Regions from separate parts of the Mus musculus genome. Here region 2 is linked to region 1. A link is a contact called in public promoter capture Hi-C data. All regions are on one chromosome and are shown on one strand. The core of a region is the stretch at or near the end of the contact, and the rest is flanking DNA. Distances in the headings are between cores, read along the strand shown.

Region 1 (6,294 bases), core at 2,245-4,744:
CAAAGAGAGTTTGATAATGTGAAGACACCGACATCGTTTTTCATGAGGAAATTTGCAAACACACATACAACGGGGTCTTCTGTCTAGATAAACGTGCTCCAGGGATGAGTTAAGAATCTGCTTTCCTGAAGAGTATCCTTTGAGTGTGTGTTACAAAGGCTTGCTTTGCATTACAGATGTAGAGAAAAATACCAGTTACTTGGACTTTAAGTTTTTCAGTTTAAATGTCAATGAAAACGTTCACTAAAATTCTTCTCTTTTTTAGGGTTCGTATACTGTTCAGTATACCAGGCAAATGTTAAAAAATACTTGTGCATCTCTCATAAGTAACTAATTTTTTTACTAGAAAGATATTTCCTGGGAATTAAAAAGTAATTAAATTCCTAATCTTAATGATGCTGAATTTTATACTACTATTTCAGCCAGTTAGGATTTCTACATAGGATTATAAAATAACCTAGATGTTTAAATATTTTATTACAAGCTAAAGGGCATGATACAAGTACTCGCTGTAATTAAATTTTCCATCTTATACAAACGCTCCTACTTTTTAACTCTAAAATTAATTACTTGTATGGATTTTGTTCAGAGAGGATGTCATGTAGCCTAAGCTGGCCTAGAACTCACTATGCAGATGTGGATGACTGCCTTGATACCCCTGCCTCTTCTTCCCATGGGTTTTGTGTGCATATTCTTTATTTAGCTTGCGAGCTATCTTCTTCCACTTAGCTTTCAGCTCCTTTACTTACTCTCTCCTACTTGGAGGTCACTCAGCCATCATGAGAAAGACAGGCTACAGGCAACGGACATTCACTTCACCTTGTGAAGAGCCTTTCCTGAAGGTTTGCCCACTGAGTTGAGTTAGTGACTTAAGCTTTCTAGCTTTCTAAAACAAGTATGATAAATATAAAAAAAATCAAATATAATAAGTTTGAACCAATGATGAACACGGTCTGGGGAAAGACACAGTCATGGTTATCTGAGGTTTATACCTCATTTAACTCATTTTACAACCCATTAACATACGAGGAAAAAGCAGATGGTAGGGTGTGGAGTACCCACAAAACCACAAATTAAGCAAACATTCAAAGGTTTCACGATAGCATTTTAAAATTGACCCTAAATAAACTAGGAAATTATACAATGTGGTGTGGAGGAGTGTTGGGGAATGAACTCAGAACCTCCTACAGGTTCTGCCATTGACCTACATCCCCAGCCTCTGACAAATTAGATCATTAGAGTGAAGACCTAGTTGCTTTCGTAACAATCCTCTAAAGCCATCAACATACTGCCTGGATATTTTAGGAAAGATGATTTCTGAGGAATGTCCGCTCAGTGTTCTTTCTTGACCCTCACACAGCCTGGTGATTGAGAGATTGATGGAAGATGGCCCACAGGACCCTTCCCTCAGCAACTGGCTTCACAGAGTTAAACTAGCCAGTGCATCAGAGAACTCAGAAGAAACCCACCATCCACTGTGCCTTCCCGGCTTGGCCATGGCAAATCCTGTGCAGAACCACAGCTCTCAGCCACCCCTGTCCCCACACTGCAGTCAGCGGGCGGGGGACCCTGAAGCACATGCTGTTAGGACTAGTGAGTGAGTGAGCAACGGTTTCTTCCTGGAGTTTCTCTTTCCCTATCCCAGGCAACATCTCCTCTTCCATGGCAACTGAGTCAGGGCTGGTGATTGACGAGCCTCAGGCCGAACTGCAAGTAGAACCCAAATCTCGGCTGACAGGGAGCCAACCAACCAGCTACGACTGAGCAAATCTGCCTTCGTCTCCTAGGCCGTGCAATGTGCTGAATCTGGCATTCACGTTTTATCTGCTGTTGGTTCCTGGCTCCTAAAGGATTCCAGCAGAGCTCCCTTCCAATCCTTTCATCTCTCTGCCCTCCCAAACAGGAGCTCGAGGTGAGGACACCATGTCCCAAAAGAACTAAAAGACCTGGGACGTCTGAGGAACTTTCTAGATCTAAGTGGCTTTCATCTTCCAGTTCTGTGCTCACAACTTCCATTTCTGCACCTCTCACTAGGTGGCAGGATTCAACTACCAAAGAAAGAATGTTCCAATAGATGCTCGAGAGCAGAAATTTTCAAAGAAACGTCGGTCTTCACAGGGAACATTTATGAAAGGGAAAAAAGAATATAGCTACAAAGGCGGTGACCCATGGGCTTCATAGAGGCCTAGATTCATTTTAGCTATAGCTATGCAACAAGAAAGTAACCTTTGATGCCTTCCAATACTGGCACAGAATTCTACAGTTCCATGTTAACATTTGATGAAAAGTTTTTTACTTTCTTGCTTTCTAACTTCATTTTAGCTGAATGCCAGTTCGAATCTAAATGAGATTATGGGTATTATGCTAAACTGAAAATCAATCTAATGTGACAAAGATAAACAACGTATTAAATAGCTATTAGGTGCACCAGAAAGCTGTAATTAATGCATTGTAAAGAATCTGTGAATACACTGACGAGACTCAGCAGGCTGTACTTATATAGTTTATGCATATATATATACATATATATGTACCCATACATACATACATAAATACATACTTACATATTTAAACATTAAAGAAGAATCCAGAAATTGGGGAAGGAGGGTACATAGGCAGAGTTGGAGGAAGGAAAAAGAGTGGAGGGAAATAATGTAATTATATTTTAATAAAATAAATTTTTTAAAAAATAATAAAGTATCTATGACTATCTTGAGCTCTTAGCCACATGAGTATAGTCAATGGAATATACAGTTCTTTAAATCCTTAAAAGGCTAGTCTCTTAAACAGATCTCATGACAGTTCTTTATACCTTAAAGATTATTGCCCCAAACTGGTCCTTTTACGCCTGTTGCACAATAAATGTCACTACCAATTATTTGTTAGAGCCCACCAAATGTCCATGCCCAGTGGTTACGGGGAGCTGAGGCCTGTCTCCTCTGTGGAGAGTCCAGCAACACATGAAGGAGAGAATGCTATGGAAGCAGCTTAAGGTTGCTGGCTGTCAGATGATAATTAACCAGCCTGTATTTCACATGATAGGATTAGCATTCCCTCCGTTGATTGATAGCTAATTATATGACATATGGTATACATTTTCCCACAAAAATTTTTTTTTAAAGCCACATTCTCGATAAGTTTACCAACAGCGCAGAAGACAAGCAAATGACCTGAAAGACCATCAACAGGTTGTTTTCATCCCCCTCCCCACCTTCCCCGCATCCAACAGCCTCTCTCGGTCCTCCTACCTTTGCAACTTGCAAAGGCTGCTGCTCCTCCTTGCCTCCTTGCAGTCTGAACCCCCAGGGCGCCCCTCCAGTCATGGAAATGCAGATGAAATCTCCGGTGCCCATCTTCTCCTTTCAGTTGGGCAGCATCAAGAGCTTGAGAAAGCCAGGGGAAGCCGCGGTGCAGGAGAGGACGCGTCTTAAGCTGGGCTGGTGGTGCAGAGGGTGCAGGACGCAAGGCTGCCCCGCTGCCGGCTGCGGGGAAAGTGCGCGGAGGCCGAGCCTCCCCACCGCCCTCCCAGCACCTGTACCGCCCTCTCTTGCGTCACGCTCTTTGCTCGGCCCACTTTTCAGCTAAAAGGACAGAGCCTCGCACTAAAAGAAAAATCCCTGTTTGGGACAGAATGGGGCCAATGGAGAGCGGGGAGGACAACATTGCTCTTGCTTTAGCAGATTCCGTGCCAGCACCTGAATAGAACCGAGATTTAATTATTCTATAAATAGTAGCCGGGCTGTGGGAGTTTTAACCTCCACAAGTAAGCAGCTAAAACGTAAGCTCTCTCATTACTAGAGAGTTAGACTTTCTCAAAGAAACACTTCTATGTTTGCCACATTGATGAATGAGAAAGAAAAGATAAAACAAGTTTCGTTGCTGTTCTACCTGCTGCCCGAAGAAAGCAACCCTTTAAGGGGTGGGGGGAATAAAACAAGAGCATTTTTGAAAATGTTTTCTGAAATTGTGCTTTTCTGAACTAACATATGTTTAGAGGAGGAGAAGGAGGGCCTTCCACAGTAAACTATCTCCTAATAACTTTCTATCGCAAGGTTTAAGATGTTTTCGATTTTGCTGGTATTGTCTGAGAATGCATGCATACCATGTGTTTAGATCCAATCCATGTCCTGGCCCCTTTCCACCCCATCCTTCCCCTCTTCCCACTGCTACAACTCCCTTCCAGTTTCATGTGCTCATTTGTTAGACGACGGAGTCCTCTTGGTGTCACCAATCTATGTGGGTGAAGGATAATCTAGTGGTAGCCTCAGTGTCACAGCCCCTGAGGAAAACTGGCTCTCCCTCTCCTAACCGCCTTCAGCTGCCCAAGCTCCAGCCCCTCTTCCCCCCATACAAAGATAATCAACGTGATGCCTAAACATTTGTGCAGTCACCGTGACATGTGCTACAAGATTTCTGTCAGAGGATTCCTCGTTACCTACTGACCCACTAAGGCCTGGTGGGCCTGGAATATTTATGCCTTCCCAAGGCACATTATCGAAATGCCATCTGAGCAGGTGCTGACAGAGCTCTGGCGTTCCAGTGGGAGGGGCGGGGCAGCAGAACCAGCAGTGAGAGAGGATGTCCTCAGCCCTCCCTCTGAGGCATTTTCCACTCTGTTTACTAAAAAAAACCTCTCTGTTCTGAGGCTGAAGGTGGTATGTGGAGGCACTGCTGCTCCTGGCTGTCTACATTCCCTCAGGAGGATCACAGAACAGGGGACATGCACACCAGCGACAACTGTTGGTGCGCAGAGCTCAGAGTTGCTGCCTTTCTCAGTCTTGGAGCACTTGGGCATGCCTCACTGCTGGGGCTGCTAACACCAGGCAAAGATCACAGACTGCTGGACTTTTGCAGCAAACACATTTCACAGTGCTAGAGGGGTTACAGCTCAAATGTCTTGTGTTTGAACACTTGGTCTGGTGGCACCACTTTTGGAGACTGTGGAATCATTGTGACTGTGTCTAACCTAGCACAGGTGGGTCACCAAGGGTGGGCCTTAAAGGGCCATGTCCACTTCTGGCTCTGGCCAAAACTTTCTGCTTCATATCTGCTTCAGCATCTGAGGGGCATGGGCCATGCTTTCCTGCTGCTATGATAGACTGTATCCCTAAACCTGTAACCAGAATAAGCCTTTCCTCCTTTAGGTTGCTTCTGTCAAATACTTTGTCACAGCAAGGCAAAAGTGGGAAGGTTCTGAGATCAGGGTCCCTCTAGAGATGGGTGGTTCACAGTGTGGCTTGTAGTTGGCTCTCCACGATGTTTTCACAGTATCGGTTAGAACTTTTCTTATTGATATGACCAAATACTTGATAATAGTTAATTTAAGGAAGAACTGATTCCCTCTGTATTACAGTTAAAGAAGGGGTATGACTCCCACACTGGGGAAATCAGGGCAATAGGCTCATGAGGCAGTGGTCCTATTGTGGTCCCACTAAAGGAGCAGAAAGGAAGTGAGGTCAGGTTATAAAACCCCAAGGCCTGTCCCCACGGACCCTCTTCCCCCAAAACCACCAGCTGAGAGCCAAGTGTTCAGGGTCTGATGGGGAACATTTTACATTCAAGCCACAACATACTGTCTGTAAATCAGTCATTGTGAATAGGGCCCACTCTGATTATCTCATATCAACTAATTACCATTTTAAAGATGCACCTCCAAATATAACCACATTCTGAAGTATGGGGGACAGGATTTCTACATAGAAATTCAGGGAACCATAATTCAAACCTAAGAGTGAGGAATATAGAGGCAGGAAAGATGGCACCCAAGTTAGGGTCACTGGCTTCTCTGGCAGTGGACCCAAGTTCCCAGAATCTAATCAGGTGGCTCACAACTGCCTGTGACTCCACTTCCACTCTGTCTCCACAGGTACCTTCATACACATACTATACACACACACACACACACACACACACACACACTGTGCACACATACATATAAACACACTGTGTGTACACACACATACAAACACACTGTGCACATGCATGCTGTACATATACACACTCTGTATACACACACACACACACACACACACCTTTTAAAAAGAGTGTTACAAAGAGATAACTAAGCTAAAAGTTCATTTCTTTGCAATACATGAGAATATATAAAATGCTCCTTGTAGGATAATTATCAGAATGTGACACTTGAGTTTATTCTTCAGATTTTCTCTTTCTTGCTGTTCTAAGCAGGTATTCAGACGCCTGCCATTTCCCTGCCTCAGGACCATTTGCTGAGATGGAACAGAAGATGGCAATCACCATTCTTAGTTTGAGAAAGACTAGAGCTCCACGAAGTAA
Region 2 (6,294 bases), core at 1,314-3,813, 53 kb after region 1:
TAATCTGAAAGTCATACCCAGCCATTTGTTCCTTTGATCATGGCTGAGGCAGGACAACCGTCTTTAACTTTACAAGTATCTCTAAAGTTTTCTACCTAAGGCAGAGATTAATCTGTTAAAATTTATACTCTTAAAAAGTCAGTAGTTTCATTGTAAGGAAAAATGACAGCTACTCAGTTGTGATCCATCTATTTTGACCAAGAAATGGAGAATAAGGGGGTGAAGGAGCCCCGGCTTCACAAACTATTTAGGAGACGACTAAGATATTGGTTGCATGCAAATAGAGGTAGGGATGAAAATAAAGCTAGGCTTGGTTTGTTTTTGATGCTGAGCCTTGGCTCCCTGGCCTTGCACGTGCTGGGAAGTGTTCTTTCACGGAGCTAAATCCCCATTCTTTCTTTAGTGCCTTTCCTCCCTTTCTTTTGTGTGTATGGGTAGTTGTTACACTCAAGAGAGTGCTGGGACTCAGGGTGCTGTGCAAGAGCAACAAGTTCATTTAACCACTGAGCCATCCATCCCTCCAGCCTCTCTTTAGTGTTTTTCAATATGGAAATGATAGGATTTGATTTTTCTCCTCTCTATAGGCTTAATATTTAAAATGCAGATTTTGTTTCAATCAGATCTTGAATAATTTGCTACTCTAGTTCATTTTGTGAGGCTGCTACAGAAATCTGATACTAGGCACTACAAAAAGCAGACATTTATTTCTCAACAATTTGGAGACTGCAAAGGCCAAGGTGGAAGCTACATCAGTCTTGCTGTCTGATGAAGGCTGCTTGCTGCTTCCAACATGGTATCTTGAATGCCGGAGGAAGGGCCAAGTGCCTGCCCGGCCTGCTTTGGAAAGGAGACCAGATCCCATTTATGAGATGGGCTCCTCTGTAGCCTCCGGATACTGTCACATTTCAATACTAGAATTATGGATGGGGCATGTTTAAGCCTTATTTACACCTTATCTCCAAAAATTGACAAAAAAAATGTAGGAACAGAGAAGTTAATCAATGCTACCAAGGTTTAAGATTAGATTGAGACAAACTTTTGGTAATTATATGACTTTTTAAAGTGGGTACTTGGTGGTAGCTCTGTTCTTTTCTGATATTAAATGAAACAGTGAATTAAAATCTGTATCTGAATACTTCTTAGTCTACCAAACATAACTCTGGTTTGCCTTTTGTTTGTTTGTTTGGTTTGGTTTTTCGAGACAGGGTTTCTCTGTGTAGCCCTGGCTGACCTGGAACTCTGTAGACCAGGATGGCCTCGAACTCAGAAATCCATTTGTCTCTGCCCGAAAAGTGCTGGGATCAAAGGTGTGTGCCACCATTAACCACAGTGTGTCTTAGTAGGAAAGGTTTCTCTCTCCTGCCTGCTTTCACAGTGCAGAGGGGTTGGGAGGAGGCAGGCATCTGGTGGCTGCCCAGGCTCCAGCTGTGGCTTGGGTTCGCTACCTCTGATAGCCACACTGCGTGCAGTGGGAGAGTAACAAATAGGATATTTTAAGTGTTCTGATTTTTCTTTCCCTTTTGTATATAATAGCTTAGCTATGTATTTATTTCTATTCTAAATAATTTTAAAATGAGTATTACGTTTAAAAAAAAAGCCATGTGTTTAAGACTAAGAATGTTTAAGCTTGTCAGAAAGAGATAATTTATTTATAAATTTTGAAACTTAATTCCCAATGCATAAGAAATGGACAATAAGTAGGTATTTATGGGTTAAAGTCATATCCAGTGGTTGTACAATCTCATTCGGTATTTTAAATCGTTAGTCTTTTTTAAATTTACCAACCTTTATTTATTTATGTGTGCAGCTATGTGCACACGGGTGTCAGCAGAAGCCAGAAGGCATGGGATCTCCTATAGCTAGAGTTGCTGACACTTCTGAACCACCTGATATTGGGGCTGAGAACTAAACTATGGTCCTCTGAAAAACCAACACGTGTCCTTAACCAGCAATCTCTCCAGCCCCAAATCTTTAGCCTTTGTTAAAAGTTAACAAAACAAAACAAAACAAAGCAAAACAAAAACCAGAGACTATTTATGTCACCATTTCTGTTTGAAAGGTACTTTGTTCTAACTGAAATGGCTACAAAGAAAAAAAAGTGAGCCATGGAATTTTATATTTTAAAAATTATTGTATTTTGTTAAACACTTCTGCACATGATTTTGGGGTCTCAGACAATTAAATACACTTCCCCCTGGTTAACTGCTACCTCCCTAAGATTGTGTGTCATGGGTAACGCACTTTGGTTATCTACAGAGTTACTCCATGGGTCAATTCCTCAGGAACTTTAGGGAATGAAGAGTCATTTCTTGACAAAGCAAAGACAAACCGTTTCTTTTTATGTAGCAGTGAATTTACAAGTCACATTTTTGGGCAGTTGTTGAAATCATTTGTCAGCCCAAGACAAGAGTCACATTTCAAGCTGAATGATTGACAGCCAGCAAAGAGAGACACGAAGAAAACTTACTCTCCAAAACTAATTTTGGGCCAAGAGGGCTGGCTCAGTGCTTAAAGGTAAATTCCAGCAAAGTATACAACCTAGGCTTGATTCCAAAGACCCACGTGGTAGGAGGAAAGACTCCTGCAAACTGTCCTTTGAACTCTAACCTTGCACTGTGATGTGAACACACATACACACCCCAGTGTAATAAAAATTTTAATTTCCTTTGTAGTCCTCTCTCTTTATTCATTCTTTTCCTAAATATATTGAAATTGAAGGCTACTTAATCTGATTATGGTGGGTCTTCTGAAATTTTTCTCGGAGAGGCATTTTCCTTAGAAATCTTTTGGGATTAAAGCATTAACAACTCTGCTTTAACAAGTTATCAGCCGTAGCCATGCCTGTCTTGTGAGGCACGTGGGACACAGAGTCTGCCCCTCCCTTACTTAGGAAGTGTGTGATACCGTTCTGGAATAATTAGTAACATGCGCTTGAAATGATGGCTTGAGAAGTTTTTGGTTTGTTCATTTGAAATAATTATTCAGTTTGGAAAATAACAAGAATAGGGAGTATACAGTATAGTGTTGCAGCAAGGGGGCCCTGAGACCCGGAAGAGGCTGTCCCCCCGCCCCCATCACCCCACCCCCACCTCACCCCTGTGATAGAGATTGGAGTTCTCTCCTCAGCCTCTCTCAAGTGACTCCTAGGCTCTGGATTAGGAATGGAAGTCAAGACACAGTAACATTGAAATCAGGCTATGCAGTCTGGGAAGCCTCAAGTTTTACTCACAGTTCAAAGTTAGTAAGAAAAGAGTCATAATGACCCCCAGGTATTCATTAGCTTCCTGTGTTGTATCACCAGGGTGGGACCTCTGCTCTGTAGCCATTGTTTAGATCGAAACAGTGACAAAGACACACAGCAGACATAGTTTTAAACTTCATCGAGTGTAAAGCGGGATGAATTGTTTTTAGAGAACAAAAACAAACAACCAACTCCAGACGTACTGCAGTGTTGCAAAGCAGTGGCAGACACCACTGTGTATGGAGTGCCCTGCTGGATTCAGGATCTAAGACAAGCCACACTTTGTTTGTTTGTTGGTCTGAATGATCACAAAGATGCAACCGTAAACCAGGGGTTCTTGGTAATTGACACTGTTGGTTTTTGTTTTCTTCTATTGATCGAGTTTAGGGTATGTGAAGTAGCCCTGGGTTGATCTTTCCTAACTGACTTCCAAAGGAGGCTTTGTGTTCACGTTGGAAACTTTTCTCTGCTTTGCCATAGGAAACGTGCGAATGGAAATGCAGGCTGCTGCCACATGGGTTATTTTGAACTCATATCAAGATTAAATATATGATGCCCAATATCAGCCATGTTGCTTACCACACAGAGGACTTGTTTTAGGACATATTCGCTATTGCGTATGTTGTTTGCTTAAGATGCTCAGTGATGCTATCAATGCCGTTTGTCTCTTAGATTTCCAGGACCCCCACCTGTCAATAGTGTGGCACCCTCTTATGCGTCAGGCCAGACCCTGCCACAGTCATCTTACCCAGGCCCTGGGTCCACTTCCTCTGTCACCCAGCTGGGCAGTCAGTTCAGCTCCATGCAGATCAACAGCTATGGTAAGTGTGAGGAGTCACTGTTCCTTCATGGTGCCTATTTGGTATTTTCTGTGCTGCTGGAGGTGAACCCAGAACCGTAGATGTGCTAGGCTACCGCTGACCACTGAGCTACACTCCCACCTCATCATTGCTTCTTTTTTAAGGCAGACATAACTCGGGCATGCCATGTTAAAATGCTACCATGTACATAAACCATTGATACTGTGTCTGGCGCTGGTTCCGTTTCACCTGAGCCTGTTGCCACTATTTCAATATAATTGAAGAACCCTCAGAGCACTGTATGTTCATTGCTGGAGCAATAAACAACAAAAATGCTGACGTCACAAGTAAGCATTAAACAGAGTAATTATCTGAGGAGTGGTGAGGGTAGTTTTAAAATTGTATTGTTATAATGTGAGACCTCAAAATTAAAAACACAATGCTTATTGTTTCACAGAGAGTATTAGTGCTGTGTTTAGGTCACTTGAAGAATCAAATCTCAGATGCCACAAACCAGAAAAGAGGAGAGAGCACAAATGGCTACTTTAGTAGCAGGATGGCTACAGGGTACACGTTAAGACAATGGTTCTCAACCTGTGGGTTGGCCCCCTCTTGGGGGTTGAACAGCCCCTTCACAGGGGTGGCCCTAGACCATTTACATATAAGATATTTACATTACAATTCATAACAGAAGCAAAATTGCAGGTACAAAGTAGCATCAAATAATCTTAAATTTGGGAGTTACCACAATATAATTCCACAGTATGAGGAATGATTAAAGGGTTGCAGCATTAGGAGGGTTAAAACCCAATGCTTTCATGGATATGAGGTCTCCCTCTCTCCCCCTCTCCCCCTCTCCCCCCCCCTTCCCCTCTCCCCCTCTCCCCCTCCCCTCCCCCTCTCGGTTATTTTTCTATTGCTGTGATAAAACCTTATGACCAAAAGTAACATCAGAAGGGAAGGGTTTATTTCACCTTATACTTCTAAGCAACTATCCATCACTGAGGGAAGTCAGGCCAGGAATTCAAGGCAAAAACCTGGAGGCAGGAACTGGTGCAGAGGCCCATATAACTAGCATCTCCAAAATGCTGGGTTCTGCTGTAGCTGGGCTCCAGGGACTCTGCCCTGCCACATGGTACTGAACCTCAGCTTCTCTCCATGACCCCTTCAGTCCTGGGGCTCCTACTTCCATAGAGGTTGCATCTTGATCAGTGTCCTCTCCTGCTCAGTCATTGTGCCAAACCTCAGTTGCTCTCCATGACTCCATCCTGGCTTCAAAGCCACTGTCACCAGGGAAACTCTGACATTCCAAGGTTGGCTGCCAGCTCAGGATACAGCCTTGGTTTCCTCTGGACCACAGTCTGTGTGCTGACCCTGAGGAAACACTTCTCAGAAGATTCTGCCTCAAGGAGGTGGGTCTCTTCTTAATCACAGCAGATTCTCTGGCCCCAGCTGACCAGCATCCATAGCTTTTCCAGCAGAGCAAACATTTCCTCCTTTAGTCCAGTGGTTCTAATCTCTTGTCCATTACAGCCGGTTCTTCAACTCCAGCTGATAGCACGGATTCTTAGCATGGAAATATCACACAGATGGCCCTGGTAGTGTCTTTGCTTTTCTCTGAAACTTCCAAGTCAGGCCTCAAGCGTTTGCACTGCTCACAGCATATCTTCTAAGTTCCAACAGAACAGCTCATTGACCTCTGAGACTCAAAGGCCTTCTCAAGCCAAAGTTCAAATGCTATGATAATCTAAAAAAACCACAAGTCAGGTCTGTGACAGCCTTAACCCTAAACCTGCTTCCAGTTTATGCCTTCGTTGGAGTTTTGTTGCTATAATAAAACACCATGACCAAAACCAACTTGGGGAGGAAAGAGTTTATTTTGTCTTACATTGTATTGTAGTCAATCATCCAGGGAAGTCCGAGCAGGAACTTGAGATGGGAATCTGGAGACAGAGACTGATGCAGAGGCCATGGAGAGTGCTGCCTTACTGCCTGCTCGGGTAGGAGTGGCACTGTCCATAGTGAGCTGGGCCTTTCTACATCAGTCATCAAGAAAATGTACCTCAGGCCAGTCTGATGGGGGAAATTTTCTCAATTGAGTTTCTGTCTTTTAAAAGAACTCTAGCTGGGTCAGGTTGACATTAACTAGCCAGCAATACTGCTCAAGCCTAGTTTGTCAGAAGTATTGATAACTACCTCCCAGAATATTTCTGGCCTTTTTACCAGTTTCCAAATGGATGTCTTAGGAAGCAG

Evidence for each region. Promoter capture Hi-C pulls out the DNA fragments that hold promoters and counts their contacts.
Region 2: a promoter capture Hi-C map of liver shows a contact between it and region 1, with 3 times the contacts expected there. The contact joins the enhancer-like site here to the promoter of Synpo2 in region 1. A contact is called at or near these places in 3 of 39 promoter capture datasets (the 3T3-L1 cell line, liver and macrophages), 1 of 15 datasets of contacts at CTCF or cohesin (the NIH/3T3 cell line), 7 of 484 Hi-C or Micro-C datasets (cerebral cortex, liver, nephron progenitors and 4 more), 3 of 115 datasets of contacts at active chromatin or transcription factors (embryonic stem cells and extraembryonic endoderm stem cells) and 3 of 9 other capture datasets (adipose tissue, liver and macrophages).

Annotation. Positions count from the first base shown.
Region 1 is chr3:123,232,655-123,238,948 of GRCm38.p6, forward strand. It overlaps Synpo2 (synaptopodin 2), which reads right to left and starts at 3,495. Exons shown (of 5, transcript NM_080451.2): 1 at 3,249-3,495. The coding sequence starts at 3,353.
Region 2 is chr3:123,286,503-123,292,796 of GRCm38.p6, forward strand. It overlaps Sec24d (Sec24 related gene family, member D (S. cerevisiae)), which reads left to right. Exons shown (of 23, transcript NM_027135.2): 4 at 3,914-4,062. Among named protein-coding and RNA genes, the nearest start is that of Sec24d, 22 kb to the left of the region's middle. Within about 2 kb of position 2,564, at least 12 of the 459 cell types and tissues checked have an H3K27ac peak or open chromatin away from gene starts, as enhancers often do. A contact at or near this core is called in liver, where this site is marked.